Linked DNA regions of Gossypium hirsutum: region 1 is linked to region 2. A link is a contact called in public Hi-C data. All regions are on one chromosome and are shown on one strand. The core of a region is the stretch at or near the end of the contact, and the rest is flanking DNA. Distances in the headings are between cores, read along the strand shown. Region 1 holds the start of LOC107941173 (auxin transporter-like protein 2). Region 2 holds the start of LOC107955293 (coronatine-insensitive protein 1).

The links. Hi-C and Micro-C count contacts between places; a contact is called where the count stands out from the background.
Region 1: a Hi-C map of leaf shows a contact between it and region 2, with 3 times the contacts expected there. The contact joins the promoter of LOC107941173 here to the promoter of LOC107955293 in region 2. A contact is called at or near these places in 6 of 34 Hi-C or Micro-C datasets (anther, callus, hypocotyl and 1 more).

Annotation. Positions count from the first base shown.
Region 1 is chrA05:78,565,276-78,569,191 of Gossypium_hirsutum_v2.1, forward strand. LOC107941173 (auxin transporter-like protein 2) reads left to right here and starts at 1,323. Exons shown (of 11, transcript XM_016874728.2): 1 at 1,323-1,595; 2 at 2,937-3,003.
Region 2 is chrA05:78,031,228-78,035,092 of Gossypium_hirsutum_v2.1, forward strand. It overlaps LOC107955293 (coronatine-insensitive protein 1), which reads right to left and starts at 2,286. Exons shown (of 3, transcript XM_041111846.1): 1 at 1,293-2,286. The coding sequence starts at 1,789.

The sequences.
Region 1 (3,916 bases), core at 73-2,572, 530 kb after region 2:
CAATGTGGCCAATATAATTTATCTCCAACTAAGTTGTCCTGCTTCTTTCAAGTCGACGAGTTGTAGTATCTACCTTAAATGTACTAGATTTTGAGATTTATCAAACATTAGAAAACCCCTGATTGACCTTAGGATGAATGCCCGGGGCATATTATTCTCTTTTAATGGTAATCACGAAGTTGTCGATATAATTGAAATTTTCTTCCAACCATAGTATCTTCCCTAATAGTTGCTTGCAAATTGCACTCCAATCGCCAATGACATTGCCGCTGTAATGATTGGTCCATCCACCGATAAACTGAATTGTAAAGCTACGTCCTTGAGTGTAATAGTACACTCACTGCACGAAAGATAGAATGTGTATGTCTCAGGTCTCCATCTTTCCATCAAAGCACGAATAAATGTGGGATCTTGTTTAGTCCCCTCTACCATACGAGACATGTGCAAGAATCTCACCTCTTGCAAGTGTTATTCACTAACACGTGGTGCCCTCACAATTAAATTGTGTATGTACGTCTCTAAAATTTGATTTTTGGCCTGATTATATAAACATAAAAAAATTATAAAATTAATAATATTAACAACTTAATAATGAACTTAATTAAAATTAAAAATTTTAATAAATTTTCTTACCATTTACAATAGGACACAAAAAATGTGATTGTCCTCAAAACGAATAAGCATAATTTTCATTATAAAAATCAATTAAAAAAAGAAATTACAAAGTATAAAATTAAAACAACAAGATTTTGAGAAAAATTGAATGAAAATTTGATAACTAAAAAATTTAGAGAATTGAAAGAATGGATGAATTAAGTGAATTGATACAACTATTAGAATGTGATTTAAATGAAAAAAAAACTAATTTATATAGCAAATAAAATAAAAAAATGATTTGAGTTTATACAGTAAATAAACTAACTGTTTTTAGTTGTTGAAGAAAATCTTTCTCGTTACATTTTTGATAATGCCTCCTACTAGACACAGTTTGATATGACTTGATAGGAAAGTAGGTGAATTTACCCTCAGTTATTAGCTTGTTTCATATACTTTTTTTTAATTTATCCTTTCTTCAAGCGAAGAATAGGAAAATTCTTCTAATTCTTGTTGGAATCTAAATGTGGAAAAGAAAGTGATTTTTTATATTTAATGGGCTTAAATCATAGGCTTAAAAGAACTGGGTATTTAGCTGGTTTTCTTAACGATAATAAGGCAATGTTTGGTTGGGTGTAATAGGAATAAATTATAGCCCAATTCAATGGGCCCACCACCAAACCAACATTTGGTTGCCTGTAATGGCTATTACACGCTGAATGGAATCAGCTTCCATGATACTACGGCCCGTAATAGCAATTCAGGGGCTTGGGGTCTGATTAGCTATTCAAAGGAACGAGTAATAACATTTTTCCCTATTTTGGACCAAAATATCCTGTCTCTCATCTTCATCTTCGTCGTTTTCACTTTTACACTTCCGACAATTTCTTCATAAACATTTTTCCCAAAGTAAACCCTATAGAAATTGGATCCTTAATCGACGAAAAATCAAGCTTCATTCACCATCTTCATCTTCCTTCCGTTGAACCTCCTTATTTACGGTAAGTGATCGCCTTTGATTCTTTTTTTTTCCTATGATTTTGTTAGTTAAAGTTCTTTTTCGGTCTCACTCTGATCCTTCTCGGTTTCTTCATTAGATCCTCATAATTTTTGTGTTCTTTTTTTTGGGGGGGGTTTCTAGAGTTTGATTTGGTAGCTGAATTATTTTGGGTTTTAATGAATCAAAAGCTTCAGCAAATTATTTTAAAATGTTCTTAGTTTGTTTGTGTGAATTTTGTAAATGTTTCATGCTAAATTTTTGTTTCTTAATTTTTGTTTCATGATTTAAGTGGCTGTGCTATGGTGTTACCCCTTTCTAGCTACTATTGTATCTGCTGCCTTGAAGTTCACCAGTCGCCACCGTCGTCTCCAACTGCCGCTATCGGCGTCGAGTTCAAATGAGGCTATGCTGCCATTTTTTTACCAACTTTTTGCTTATTTGTTTGCGTAGCTTGGGTTGTAAAATGTGAACAAAGTTAAGCTATTTGTTCTGCTCTTTCTGTCATTCTTCTTGTTTTTCTTCCTTCACACCACTCTCCTACCACCGTCAGCTTTCTTATTGAGGTCACATTCCATCGATTACCCTAACCAATCAAGATCCCATGGCTACACCATTGCCAATTCCACCTAAACTCCCTTGCAGCTAAAAGCTCTGACCTTTACTGCTTCGCTTGCCATGCTTACTTCTTTTCTCATTTTCCTCTTATTATTCCTATCTCCGGCTTTTTCTTTAAATTTGTGCTTTCTACTGAGCTTTTTATCTGATCTCTCATAGAAGGGTTAAGTATTACATTTGCTCAATCAATTCTGAGTATTATGGATGCTACTTGCGTCTGTTTGAATGCAAAAGCAAAATGGAATTCGATTTCATTTTGTTACGTTTGGAGTAAGAAATGTTAACTTTTTTCATTTTCTAATTTTTTTGCTTTTTTATGTGTTGTTTAATTATTTTAGAGTTGCAGAATTCTCACTGTAAATAAGTGCAAAAGTCTGTAATAGAAATTTGATAAATATGTATTGTTCACTTTTCACAATATTCCTAATTGCTCATATTCTTTAGTGAGCTACAATAACAGAAAATTAACTAAAATAATTGTTCCCCCCCTAAAACTACAGGTAGAGTTTCGTGATGTTGACAATGGAAACAAAGTAAGTTTACACTTCGGCCCTGAGGAGCCTGTTGAAAGTATGCATCTTAACTTGTTGAATTATTTACCCAGTTTGGTTAAGTTTAAGTATTTGTGGGCTATGGTTATGGTATTGCATTGAGCTTGAACATCATATATGACTTAAGATTCTGCTACGAGATCAATGAGTTATATTCCTTTTATATTGTTTTGCAGGCCTAAGACATTTGACCAACTGCAAGTACTATTGGACTTATCGGCAAGTCTGCTGCTTACCTAAAAGGTTGAAAAAATTAAGACTGGACTTGTTGTGTACTTGGTCTGCTGGAACTAATTTTAATTCTCCTTTTATAACTTTTACCTCTGTTTTCTGTTATAGAGTTGACACTTCCATTACTACAGTCACTAATTATCCTTGCACTCATCTTCATCATCATTAAGATCTTGCTATGCCATTAAAACTTGAATGTGATCTATTGTTATGGTATTGCATTGAGCTTGAACATCAGATATGACTTATGGTATTGCAGTTTTTGTTGGATGAGTTTTTCTAAAGTGCCATTGAATATTAATCCCCAATACAAAGTAAAAGTGTTTGTTTGGCCCTGTTGTTGTGTTCATTTTGCCTTTGGTTTTTTACTAAATTTATTTTTATTTAAATTTTTTAGTTGGAACCATTATGTGTTAAATGTGTAGTGGTCTATTATTTTCAACCTTGGTTTATTATTTCCTTTTTAATTAATTTAATACAATACAAAAATATTAATTGCCTCTAAATCCCCACCCCTTACCATCAAATAAACAATATTTACTTTTTAATAATGCATATTATCACCTATTTTTTATAAAAAAAACTATAATGTTTTATATAATCACATTATGCAATATCATAATACCACCTTAGGTTTAAATTTAAGAAAAATTGTCAAATTTCAATACTAATGTGAATAAAAATAAATTTAGAGATTAAATTAAAAAACATATAATATAATATAATATATCTATAAGGAGGTAAATGTTAACACCCAATCTAAGTTGCTGTTTTGCAAAAAAATAAAAATAAAAGATTGAACAAATCAATCTAAATGCTTGATAAATTATTTACTTTTACAAAAGCAAATCATTTTAAACAGACTTATCCTATTTATTAATTTTTCTCTATAAATTTACTTCAACTTACCTCATCAACCATTCAA
Region 2 (3,865 bases), core at 1,036-3,535:
ATATATAAAGGATGTCATAACAAGGATATAAAAGGCACCAGTTAACAAAGTCTAACACTATTACTCCGGTATTGAGATCATTGCTCTATAACCATAGATTGTGAAAAAGAATATGTATAATGCCAATAGCATGAAAAGTTTCCCTGGGCAAGCACAAGCAAAGCATTAACAAATAAAAAGCCATAGCAACTTAACCTTTAGTCCATAAAACATCTATTTCCAACGTGAAGAAAAAATTTTGTCCGGTATATTCACAGAGAGGAAAATCAATTTACTAAATATATGGAAGTATATCACATGACCTATGTCCAAAGGCAATTGCTATCAAAACTGTTGTTTGAAAGAAAATGAAACATTAATGGATCAATCAAGTAAAAACACAGGTATTGTTATCGGTATCCTGTCATTCATACTAGAGTGCCTTACTACAACCTCAGAAAGCTTCATGACATGGCATCGCAATGGTCCTATGCAACTACAAGCAGTACAAACCAAACCAAACTTTCACCCATGCTCCTCCCCCGACTTGACCATTCACTAACTCCTGAAGCTCACGAAATCACATAGATCCCATACAATTTCATGCAACTTTAGCACATATGCAATCAGGATGTTTCATCATTCATACATATTTTCCATTGGTTCTACAATCGTAAAATGTACCAACACTACCACAATCATGCACTACAAACAAAACCAAATTTTCACAGTTGCTTCTTCCCTGAGTAGACCAGTCACTAACTCCTAAAGATTCGGGATTCAAAATGACCGCATACAGTTTCATGGAACTTTCCCATCTATGCAATCAAAATGTTTCATCGTTCAGATTGATTTTCCATCAGTTCCACATTCAAACAAACGCAGCAACAACCACATCTGTAAACGATGCTTACAAGCTGAGGAGAAGAAAGATTTTCCTCGACTTCAAACGCTTGAACTAAACAGTTACAAATAGAAGTAATTGGGATTGAATACATGTTTCATTAAACATAACCACTTCCAATAAACACTAATCGAAATATTCCTACAATTCAACTCAACCAAACTCAAGAAAACTAAGATAAGGTTTAACCCCCAAGTAGTTGGAACTTACTAAATCAGTCCTCTTTACTCGATCCCACTGAGTTCAATCCATATTTGATCATTTCTTTCAGCAGATGCTCGAACTAAAAGAACTTTCAACAATGAATTAAAGAACGAATTTCATCGAACTTAAGCCTAAGCTTGACTAATTTCACAAAGAAACAAGAACCCATAGTTGCACAAGAATTAAGAAAGGAAGAAAAAGTTACCGGCACAAACGGCCAACGTGCAAAAGACCATCAGTAGAAAAACCAGAGCATTTATCAAGCTTCAAAACCTGCAAAACCTTCCCTCTAGACCTAGCCAAAACTTCCAGATCCGAATCTTTAACAATCATTCTTCTGAAATGGACGGCTTTCAAGCAATTGAAATTCTCCGCTATTTCATTCACCCACGGCGTAACGTACCCACCCCAATCTTCAGGTATCAAATTAAACATCGCAGCCCGAGGCTTCCCTTTCAATTTCAAGGATTCCAAGTGACGGAACCGTCGCCTCAACCGATCGGGACTCGTCGTGTAACAAAGCGCGATCGTTATGTGCTTACGAGTCAGCGCGTCGAGCTCGTACCACCGCCTGCAAACTAGAGATACGGCGTCGCGGTCTTTCGGGTCGTCGATGTACGGCATCACGCAGCCTAATACGACATCGGACATACCGGGTTGTGACGTCATCGTTTTGTGCAACTTATTACCATTTTCCTCCATCTAATAAATCAAAACTGATCTTTTTTAAAGGGAAATTAAAATCAAAACGGTTTTTTAACCCAAAACAGACAAAAAAGAATGGATCGATCTGATTAAAGAAAGTAAAACACTTTTTTTTCAGAGCTCTGTTTTATTTTTTCATAAAAGAAAAGGCGGTAGGATCCGAAACGAAACGGAACTCAACCGGCTATAAAACGAATCGGGTCAGATAAGGATCGGGTCGAGAAGGTATGGGGAAGAAGAGATTGTTGATTGAGCACACAGAAAAGCGAAGAGAAAAGAGCTGAGAAAAAGTTTCAGTAGATAAAGGAGGGTCGAAATGGACGGCCGAGATTCATCAGAAAAGAAGATCCAAGTGAAAAATATAATTATAGGATCAGACCAGACAATTCAGCTGCTCTAAATTAAATATATATATATTAAAAATACAAAAGAAAATAGTATTGCAACCAATTAGTGGAGACTGAAAAATAAATTTAATAATTTTTTATTGGTTGCGTCCGTATTGGAAGTATTAATGTGATGTGGTACATCTCAGTCTTTCTAATTGTTGAATTATTCCACTACTTTTTTAATCTGATTAAATTTAATTATTAATTATATTCTGCACCCAGCAGTTGTCATCCTTGTGGCCTTTCTTAATTTTCAATAATATTTTTTTTCGTAAAAAATGATTATTAAAAGCAGCTGCTATTTCATGCTTTTCCTTTTTTTTTTTTTGGGTAAAAGAGAAAGAAGGTGGGAGAAACCCAAGGAATTAACCAGTACAGTTAATGTTTATTCCTAAGCTCTCTTGTAGTAGAACCAAAACCATTTCCTGACTGAAAGAGTAAAAGCCAATGGGGTTCTTCTTGGTTGATCTAGACAAGATATCAGTTGCCCTATTTGCTTACAATTTAATCTCCCAACTTTGGACCAACAGCTCGCAAATATCCTATACAAGCTATCAGGTACCCTGTTTTGCTCTTTTCATATGCATTTCATGTTAGTCTTAAAGTAACGCCTTTGCTTTCAATCTAGTTACATCTTATACAAGCTCATGCTGCTAGTTTCCCACTTCTCTTCCCATGTGGCATAGGATAGGAGTAATACTTCATTTCATATCTCCTTAGAAAAGGACACCCAAAGAAAATGTGGCTTTTGGTTTCTTGTTCCACATGGCACATTCCATTAATGCGTGCCTTTGGTATGTAGTCTGTCACGAATGACCATCCAAATTAAGAAATGAATGCTTTCAAATATGAACTGGGAACCACAAAACCAATTTTGTCCTATTCCACAAGTTCTTAACATACTCATATTTTCTCCTCAAACTTTAGCCGCAATATATTTGTCACTAGGGAATCTCCACACAACACCATTCCGGAACACAATTTTTTTATGCAACATCATGCTTTTGTAAGAATTTCTTCCAAATCCAACTATAATTCCAAGTAATTAACACTACGTTTGGTTGACATGAATAACCAATCAATTCCTGGTTAATTCGATGATAAACAATTATTCATTAATTTGATTCACCGAATCCTTCATTCGACGAAATCTCATTCATTATCCATTCTACCTTCTCCCGTAATGGCCATTCCCCACCAAACCCAAAGAATAGGACTACACAACCACCACCGAATAAAGAAAAAAACATAACTTCCCATTCTTGCCCTGTACCACTCTCCCTCATCAAACATCTCAAGCCACCACACCCCCAACCATGTCTCCTCATTCCTGTTCGGTTATTCTCATCCCATGACGATCATTGAAATTGTCAAAAACTTTCCCAAAGTTTAGACGAGTAAGGTTATTATTCCCATCAATCTCACTTCCATTGTGAGAATTTCATCTCTTTGCTTTTTTGCTTGTATTCACTAGTAGGGAGCTGTGAAAAAAATTGAGTTTTCGAAAAAAAATTGTCAATTGGTTGATCCGATTGTTTTAGGGCAATTTAGGTTAGAAATCTAAGCTTGTTGTTTTCAAATTGCATTTGGTTTTTATGGGCATTTCTGTTTATTGCAAGAGATTTTAAGTTGCTTGTCTTAATAGCAAAGGATTTCAATTTTAGGTTGGGATTTATTGTTTGTG